Regions from separate parts of the Sus scrofa genome. Here region 2 is linked to region 1. Evidence: chromatin contacts called from public Hi-C data. All regions are on one chromosome and are shown on one strand. The core of a region is the stretch at or near the end of the contact, and the rest is flanking DNA. Distances in the headings are between cores, read along the strand shown. Region 1 has its middle 84 kb from the start of NID2. Region 2 overlaps PTGDR (prostaglandin D2 receptor).

Region 1 (4,122 bases), core at 579-3,078:
ATTTTTAATTTTCAGAGGCAATTACATCAGTCTATTGCCACATTTCCCGATGAGGATTTCGGGACACATTTTTTTCTGGTGATAAACCATGAAATGACTGCCTCTCAAAAAAAAGAAAGGGAGGAAGGAAAGGACGAAAGAAGGAAAAATGATTTTAAAAGCCAGTGATATTAAGTCTGTTTCTGAAAATATTCTCGCATCATTTTTAGGAAGTGGTTTGCTTGCATGAAATTGCATCATCACCATTGATCAAGTTTTAATGTGCAAGAATCAAAAAGGAGATAACTCTTTATGTTAGGTAGTTACCATCAGAGAATGAGAAATTCTTGATAATTTGGTGATAATATTGCAATCAGTGATAGCCTATAATGGTAGAGCTAGTCAAAATACCACTATTACTGGTACAATTACCATTACTATCACTACTGCTACTACCACCACTACTATTACTCTTTCTATCCCACTATTACTGCTACTGCTGCTACTACCCCACAATATCAATCTCTTCACATTGCCAGTGTGAAATATGGGGCCTCCGGGAGCCATGTATAGCCTACCAATTGCATCTCTGCACAATAGTATCCAACTTCTTTTTTGTTTGTTTGTTTTTTGTTTTTTTAGGGCCACACCTGCAGCATATGGAGGTTCCCAAGCTAGGGGTCGAATTGGAGCTGTAGCCGCTGGCCTATACCACAGCCACAGCAACGTGAGATCTGAGCCATGTCTGTGACCTACACCACAGCTCACAGCAACACTGGATCCTTAATCCATTGAGCAGGGCCAGGGATCAACACCTGTGTCCTCATGGATGCTAGTCAGATTCGTTTCCACTGAGCCACGATGGGAACTGTGTGTCCAACTTCTAATATTTGACACCTGACATTTTTATAATAAAATTGGATAAAGCTTCAGATTTATTTTTTAATCTGAGAAATTCAATAAATGAAGATAATATTTGGGGTTGGCCTTGGCTTTGGTCGAAAATTGATTTTAACATTCATCCATTTGGCATCTGTATGTGCTGCAATTCCATTTTCTTTTTGTCCTTATGTTCCTTTGTCTTTATAAAAATTCCTCTCCTGTCATTCTAGTGGGATTTTGAAGGGGAACAGAAAGAAATGCCCATTATTTTTAGGATACATTCTATTTTTAAACCTCATCAATTTCATTAAGAATAGGATCACAATTATGGTTAACACACACATGTTCCAGAAACACTTCCACGTGCTTTACCTGTAGTAACTGTTTTAAATTCTCAGGTGAGGAATTTGACCACCCTCATTTAACTAGCAAGTGGCAGAGTCAGAACTTGAGCAAAACATTTTGGCTCTGCAGTCTGTGCTTTGAACCTTAAGGCTGTACTGACCAGGTTGCCTTATCACACTCTTCTGCAACACCATTTTTAGGTACTACTCAGCATTCCATTGCTTGGATAAATAATAATTACTTCATAAATCTCCTATGAGTGGACATCTAGCCCATTGGTATTTTCTCCCTACTAAGCAATGTTAAGCTCTACCACCCTGAAAGCGCCCGATCCCATCCAAGCAATGTTGAGCTGAATCTAATTAGAGCCCATTTTTGTGCCATCTGATGATCTCCCTAAATTAAGGATGTGCATTTTTACCATGGCTACTTAGAGGTGTTATGTAGCACTCCCCACCCTCCTGCATCTAGGGCAGGCCTCAAACAAGGCTGCAGCTCCATCTTGCTCTGACATTTCTCCACTGGCACCCACCAAGGTGTTACATTTCCTGTCTTGAGGTTTCACATCCTGCCCCTTAAACCACCCACAGTGCTCCACCCTTTGGGGTTCCGTAGGAAACATCTCACACAAACACTCACTGAGCCATGTGTCTCAGGCCAACAAACTTCTAATCTAGCAGTGGGGGAATACAGGGGTAACAAATTACATCAATTACAAGTTGATATCACTAACTGATGCTGGCTGGAAGCATTTCTCAGCTTTCCTGGCACTGCCACTTTTATCTCCTTTCAATGACTCTCCATTTCCTGACCTTACACTGTCCTTTTTCTTAGGTTGAACCACAAGGACCTGCTGACCTACAAAACCACTTGACCTACAAAAATGGAAATTTCACCTGGTTCCATCTAACAAGGCTGAGATGTTTATTTCCCCAGTGGAGAACATGGCAACAATTTGTCATGCTGGGAAGCTATTCAAACATCTGTTAAACCTTTCCTATATTGAGGGAAATGTCCACCTTTTAAATCCTGGTTTCCAGAGCATTATGCCAGAAACTCACTTTCCCTGACTTCCTTGAGACTAAAATAAATGAATGTGCCCCTGTTTCCTCCAGTCAGATGCAAGATTTTTGATGCAGCAGAGAACAACAGGAAGAGCTATTCTGCCTTTGAAGAGAGGTGGGGGCTGAAATGGGGAGAAAAATCTAGGGTGCTTTAAAGTTCTATTTCCTCACCAGGATGGCTGATTATATGAAAGCTTGCTATGTAATAATTCTTTTAGATTTTGTGCATTTTTTGCATGGGTGCTATTCTTTCTTTCTTTCTTTCTTTTTGTCTTTTTATATTTTTAGAGCCGCACCAGCAGCACATGGAGATTCCCAGGCTAGGGGTCTAATCGGAGCTATATCCTCCGGACTATACCGTAGCTCACAGCAATGCCGGATCCTTAACCCACTGAGTGAGGCCAGGGATTGAACCCACAACCTCATGGTTCCTAGTCAGATTCGTTTCTGCTACACCATGATGGGAACTCCCTGCATGGGTGCTATTCTTTTTTTAAAAAAAATTTTATTATAGTGGATTTACAATGTTGTGTCAATTTCTGCTGTACAGCAAAGTAACCCAATTACACATATATACATATACATTCTTATTTTCACATTATCATCCACCATGTTCTATCACAAGTGATCAGATATACTTCCTTGGGCTATACAGCAGAATCTCATTGCTTATCCATTCCAAATGCAACCCATGTTCATTGCAGTACTATTCACAATAGCCAAGATGTGGAAACAACCGAAATGTCCATTGACATGAAAAAATTAAGAAGATGTGGTCCATGTATACAATGGAATACTACTCAGCCATAAAAAAGAATGAAATAACAGCATTTGCAACAACATGGTTGCAACTAGAGATTCTCATACTAAGTGAAAGAAGTCAGAAAGAGAAGAACAAATATCATAGGATATCACTTTTATGTGGAATCTAAAATATGGCACAAACGAACCTATCTACAAAGGAGAAACAGACTCACAGACACAGAGAACAGACTTGTGGTTGCCAAGGGGGAGGGGGAGGGGGAGGAAGTGGAATGGAGTGGGGGTTTGGGGTTAAAAAATGCAAACTGTTACATTTAGAATGGATAAGCTATGAGGTCCTGCTGTGTAGCACAGGGAACTATATCCAATCACTTGTGATAGAACATGATGAAAGGTAATATGAGAACAAGAATGTAGGAGTTCCTGTTGTGGCACAGTGGAAATGAATCCAACTAGTATCCATAAAGATGAGGATCAGTGGGTCAGGGATCTGGTGTTGCCATGAGCTATGGTGCAGGTCTCAGACACAGCTCGGATCCTGAGTTGCTGTGGCTGTAGCATAGGACTATAGCTGTAGCTCTGATTTGACCCCTAGCCTGGGAACTTCCATATGCCAAAGGTGTGGCCCTAAAAAGCAAAAATAATAATAACAATGTGTGTGTGTGTTTTATATATATATATGACTTGGTCATTATGCTACACAGCAGAAATTAGCACAGCACTGTAAATCAACTACACTTTAACCAAAAAAATTTTTAAAAGACTGGTTGGGACCCCTGACACTCCAACCTGGCATGCACAGGTATTCACTCAGTGACCTTTTGAAATGACAAGGCCAAAAACTGCATCCTCAGATTGTGCTAAATGCCTCCATTTTTTAACATATGGAGGCCTGTAGTGTAGTTACATGTGCGTGGAACACAAGTACCATAGCTTTTCTCAATTACCTTTTCTCACACTCCCTGTGCCTCAGACTGTCCTGCTTTCTTTTTTCCCCAGGCCCTGGCCTCCAGGGAGGCAGATGTGAGATTTGTTCTCCCATCTCCATGGTTGGCTGCCTGGTGAATAAATGCTTTCTTTGCTGCAAACC
Region 2 (4,189 bases), core at 1,428-3,927, 110 kb after region 1:
TCGCCATTGTTAATGCTATGGCTTAGGTCACTGCTGTGGCTTGGGTCACTGCTGTAGCACAGTATCTATCCCTGGCCCGGGAACTTACGCCCGATGCAAAAGCAGCCCCCGGCTCCCCAAGCCGCCAAAAAAAAAATCAGAGAAAGGAAAAAAAAGTTTGTTTCATTGGTGTCTCCACACATCTGACATTTCACAAATATGACTTTTTTTTTTAAGGGCCACGCCTGCGGCATATGGAAGATCCCAGGCTAGGGGTCAAGCTGCAGCTGCCAGACTATGTCACAGCTACAGCAAAACTGGATCTCAGCCACTGCAACCTACACTGCAGCTTGTGGCAATCCCAGATCCTTAACTAAGTGAGCAAGGCTAGGGACTGAACCCACATCCTTATGGATACTAGTCGGGTTCTTAACCTGCTGAGTCACAACAGGAACTCCCACAAGTATGACTTTGTTCATTCTCAAGGATACTAGTCGGGTTCTTAACCTGCTGAGTCACAACGGGAACTCCCACAAATATGACATTATTCTGTGCAAAAAAAAAGGAGACTAGGAAGCAGGCAGAAGAAAGCAAGGAAGAGAATCTGTAGCTATGGGAGTGTGGTGACCCTATTTATAAAAGATTCTATGGACTGGATCTGTCCCACTTAAGTCTTTCCTCTGCACAGCCACCCCTGCAGTGCTCGCCAAGCGTAGACCGGCTCCAGCACCTTAGCCCCAGGCTCCCGAGAGGATCTGGCTTCCATTAAGCCACCCAGGTCGGCCCTGCATCTCCCACATTCCTCACTTGCATCCATCCACTGCAGTAACCTTAGATGCTTATAAATTTACCCCAAATGAATATTCTGCCATACTTTTCCAGAAAAGTAACATTTCCTAAGTGAGGTAAGTGGATTCATCGGCAGCCATAGACCTTTTCACTATCCTAATGGAATGTTTTTCTTTAAATCAGTATCGTGCTTACTATGGAGCCTTCAAAGCTGTTCACGAGAAAAGTGAGACCTCTGAACAAGTCAAAGACCTCCAGGCTTTGCGCTTTCTGTCTGCCATCTCAATTGTGGACCCTTGGATTTTCATCATTTTCAGAACATCAGTGTTTCGGATGTTTTTCCACAAGATTTTCATAAGGCCTCTTATGTACAGAAATTGGCACAGCAATTCTTACCGAACTAACATGGAGTCCAGTCTGTGACCGTGTTTCACTCTCTCTGGTAAGCTCAGGAAAATCTCACATTTTCTGGCAAAGAACCACAATCCAAAAAACCTGACAGTTTTTAGCCTTCAAAGTTAGGTCCCATCACAAAATGTCTAAACGTACTTTCAAAAGTATTTGATTAACCTTCATGATGTGTTGTCACTCTGTATTCATGAACCAGTTCAGTGGATTTTTTTTCCTTTTGAGTTATGAATAGCAACTACAGTTTCACCTGTTGCAGACAATGTTAAAAATCTTTCAGCAATGATACTAATTGTTCCAATGTGTGTGCATGGGTGTGTCCATGGTATCCCTAAGTTTTTAGAGAAGACTTGGAGCCTCTGGGTCTTTATTTAAATCTAGTGGAAACACCACTGTTCATGATTATGTGATGGGTGTTTTTTTTAAGTTTCTTACCCTCTTCATTTCTAGTGAAACCTGATTTGTTTATTTTGTATCACAATTGCTCCTGTCTAACTCTTTTCGTTGCCGACTGATGCAAGTATAGCCTGAATTATAGATACTCCTCTGAGAAGGGGGGGTGGGAAATGTAACCAGGTCAGGAGTTCCCGTCGTGGTACAGCAGTATGGAATCCGACTAGTATCCATGAGGATGCAGGTTCGATCCCTGTCCTGGCTCAGTGGGTTAAGGATCTGGCATTGCCACAAGCTGTGGTATAGGTTGCAGACATGGCTCAGATCCTACACTGCTGTGACTGTGGTGTAGGCCCGCATGTGCTCCAATTTGTCACCTAGCCTGAGAACTTCCATATGTTGCAGGGTGTGGTCCTAAAAAAGACAAAAAAAAGAAAAAAGAAATATAATCAGGTCGGGCATTTGGAGGGTGGTTCCCCAGACACCGTCTGGGAGAATGCTCACTGCCTTGTGTGAAAGGGTGAGGCTATAAATAAGTAAACACAAGGCAAGATATGACTATGGCCTAAAACCCAGAGAAGAAAACATTATTTTTGTATCCTTTGAAGTCCAGTTTCTTATGTCGGGAGGTAGGAGTGTCAGTAGGAATGAAAATTTGGGAGTGGGCCACAAAATGTTATTTCAGTTTTTGGAACCTCCATTTTGTAGGTTTATCACATTGATGGATTCTTTGATGGTGGAGGAATTTATGGTTCTTTAAAAAAACAATGATTTATGACCTCCCCAAGAGCTGTATTTACTATGTGTGACCGTGATGTAGTGGGGTGGTCAGCACAGCGACAAGCCCACCCGGGCTCAGTCAGCCTCAGCTGAGAGCCAGAGCAATGACCTTAACCATCTCCTTCTTCTGCCCTTGGTGGATATGGTAAGATCTTACCAAGGTTCCCAGAAGCTACGCTTTCAAACTAGAGCAGGATGTGGCTCAGATGGAGCACAATCAAGCACTTTAATTGTACATTTAAATGTTTACAAAGGTTAGCAACACTATCTATGACCAAAAGGGAAAGTGGGGAAAATACAGCGGCAGGGTTTAAACCACAGACTTATAGACCCAACTTACAGACTCAGGAAAGAACTTGCACTTTTGGTAAAAGAACACACGGTGGCGCCAGAGGGGTTTCAGCATCTCGGGTCTCTTTGCACTGGACACACTCAGATGCCAAGCTAGAGAGCAAACTACATTTGAAGAGACCCAGAGACCCATTCAGCCATCCCTTCCAACGACCAGAGTATTTGCCTTATTTCTGGCTTAGCAGAAGCCCCATCGCTCAGCTCTTGTTTATGTCAGAAGTGGCATTAACCTGGATAATATGTCTATTACGTACACATAATAAATATGTGTATTTTTCTGTATGTGGCAAAACTGTGAAATGGCCTAATTAGGAATACATGAATTACAATAGAAGACTATGATGTGAGGAAAAATGCACTTGTTTTCAAGTTTAACTCTCATTTGTATATTTGATGTGTAAGTACATATGTGTTTTATTGTCAAAGAAAGTACATGTTTTTTGTGCTCTTTTGGAAGGTGTGTTACAGTAATTGTCAAGATCATTTGAAAAAGTCCCAGATGAATCAATAAACATAACTTAATAATATTTTACAAAGAAAATTACTTTTTCAAATGAAAGAAAAGCGTTTAGTTTCTTTGTTTTGCTGTTTTGAGTAAACAGTTACCAGCAGTCTTTCATTCTCTAGCAGTTTAATTGTGTTGATTTTTATAGGCTGCTCTATTAGCATATGTATTACTTTAAACAGTTTTGCATAGGTTTATCCAAGAACTTTGTGGTCCTTTCTCTTTGATACACAATATAGATACACCATCTGGATGAAATTCATGTTAAGTTAAAAAGTCAATTCTTCAAGAGTTCCCTGATGGCTCCATGGGTTAAGGACCTGGCATTGACACTGCTGTGGCTTGGATCACTCCTGTGGTGCAGATTTGACCCCTGGCCACAGGCATGACCAAAAAAAAAAAAAAAAGTCGACTCTTTCAATGATCTTCATTGATTTATTCATTAAATAATTAAATAAGTCTTAACTGACATATACCTTATGCCAGGCAGTTGGGTTCCATGCTGAGGAAAAAAATAGTAAGACTTGGTTCAGTGTAGTTGCTTACTATCCACTTGTGGACGGGGGCACATAACCAGTTACAGGAGAGTGTGGAAATCCCATTAGGAAGGGTGCACATACAGTCCCATTAGAAGAGGAAGGCTGAACTGGGGTGATGTGTATGGTTGTTGGAATTTCACAGTGAGAAGATGCTTAAGCGAGGTACTTAAGATGAGTAGGAGTTTTGACACTGGTTGAAAACTAAACAAAGGTCAAAAATAGTTTACATAAAACATGGAGTTTCCGTCATGGGTCAGTGGTTAACAAATCCAACTAGTATCCATGAGGATGTGGGTTCCATCCCTGGCCTGGCTTAGTGGGTTAAGGATCCAGCATTGCCGAGAGCTGTGGTGTAGGTCACAGACATGGCTCGGATCCCGTGTTACTATGGCTGTGGCATAGACCAGCAGCTGCAGCTTTGATTCGACCCCTAGCCAGGGAACTT

The links. Hi-C and Micro-C count contacts between places; a contact is called where the count stands out from the background.
Region 2: a Hi-C map of blood shows a contact between it and region 1, with 2.7 times the contacts expected there. The contact joins two enhancer-like sites. A contact is called at or near these places in 3 of 47 Hi-C or Micro-C datasets (blood and heart right ventricle).

The regions. Positions count from the first base shown.
Region 1 is chr1:181,855,038-181,859,159 of Sscrofa11.1, forward strand. No RefSeq gene overlaps it. Among named protein-coding and RNA genes, the nearest start is that of NID2, 84 kb to the left of the region's middle. Within about 2 kb of position 1,829, at least 7 of the 83 cell types and tissues checked have an H3K27ac peak or open chromatin away from gene starts, as enhancers often do.
Region 2 is chr1:181,961,959-181,966,147 of Sscrofa11.1, forward strand. It overlaps PTGDR (prostaglandin D2 receptor), which reads left to right. Exons shown (of 3, transcript XM_013993410.2): 2 at 952-1,210. The coding sequence ends at 1,191. Among named protein-coding and RNA genes, the nearest start is that of PTGDR, 11 kb to the left of the region's middle. Within about 2 kb of position 2,678, at least 2 of the 83 cell types and tissues checked have an H3K27ac peak or open chromatin away from gene starts, as enhancers often do.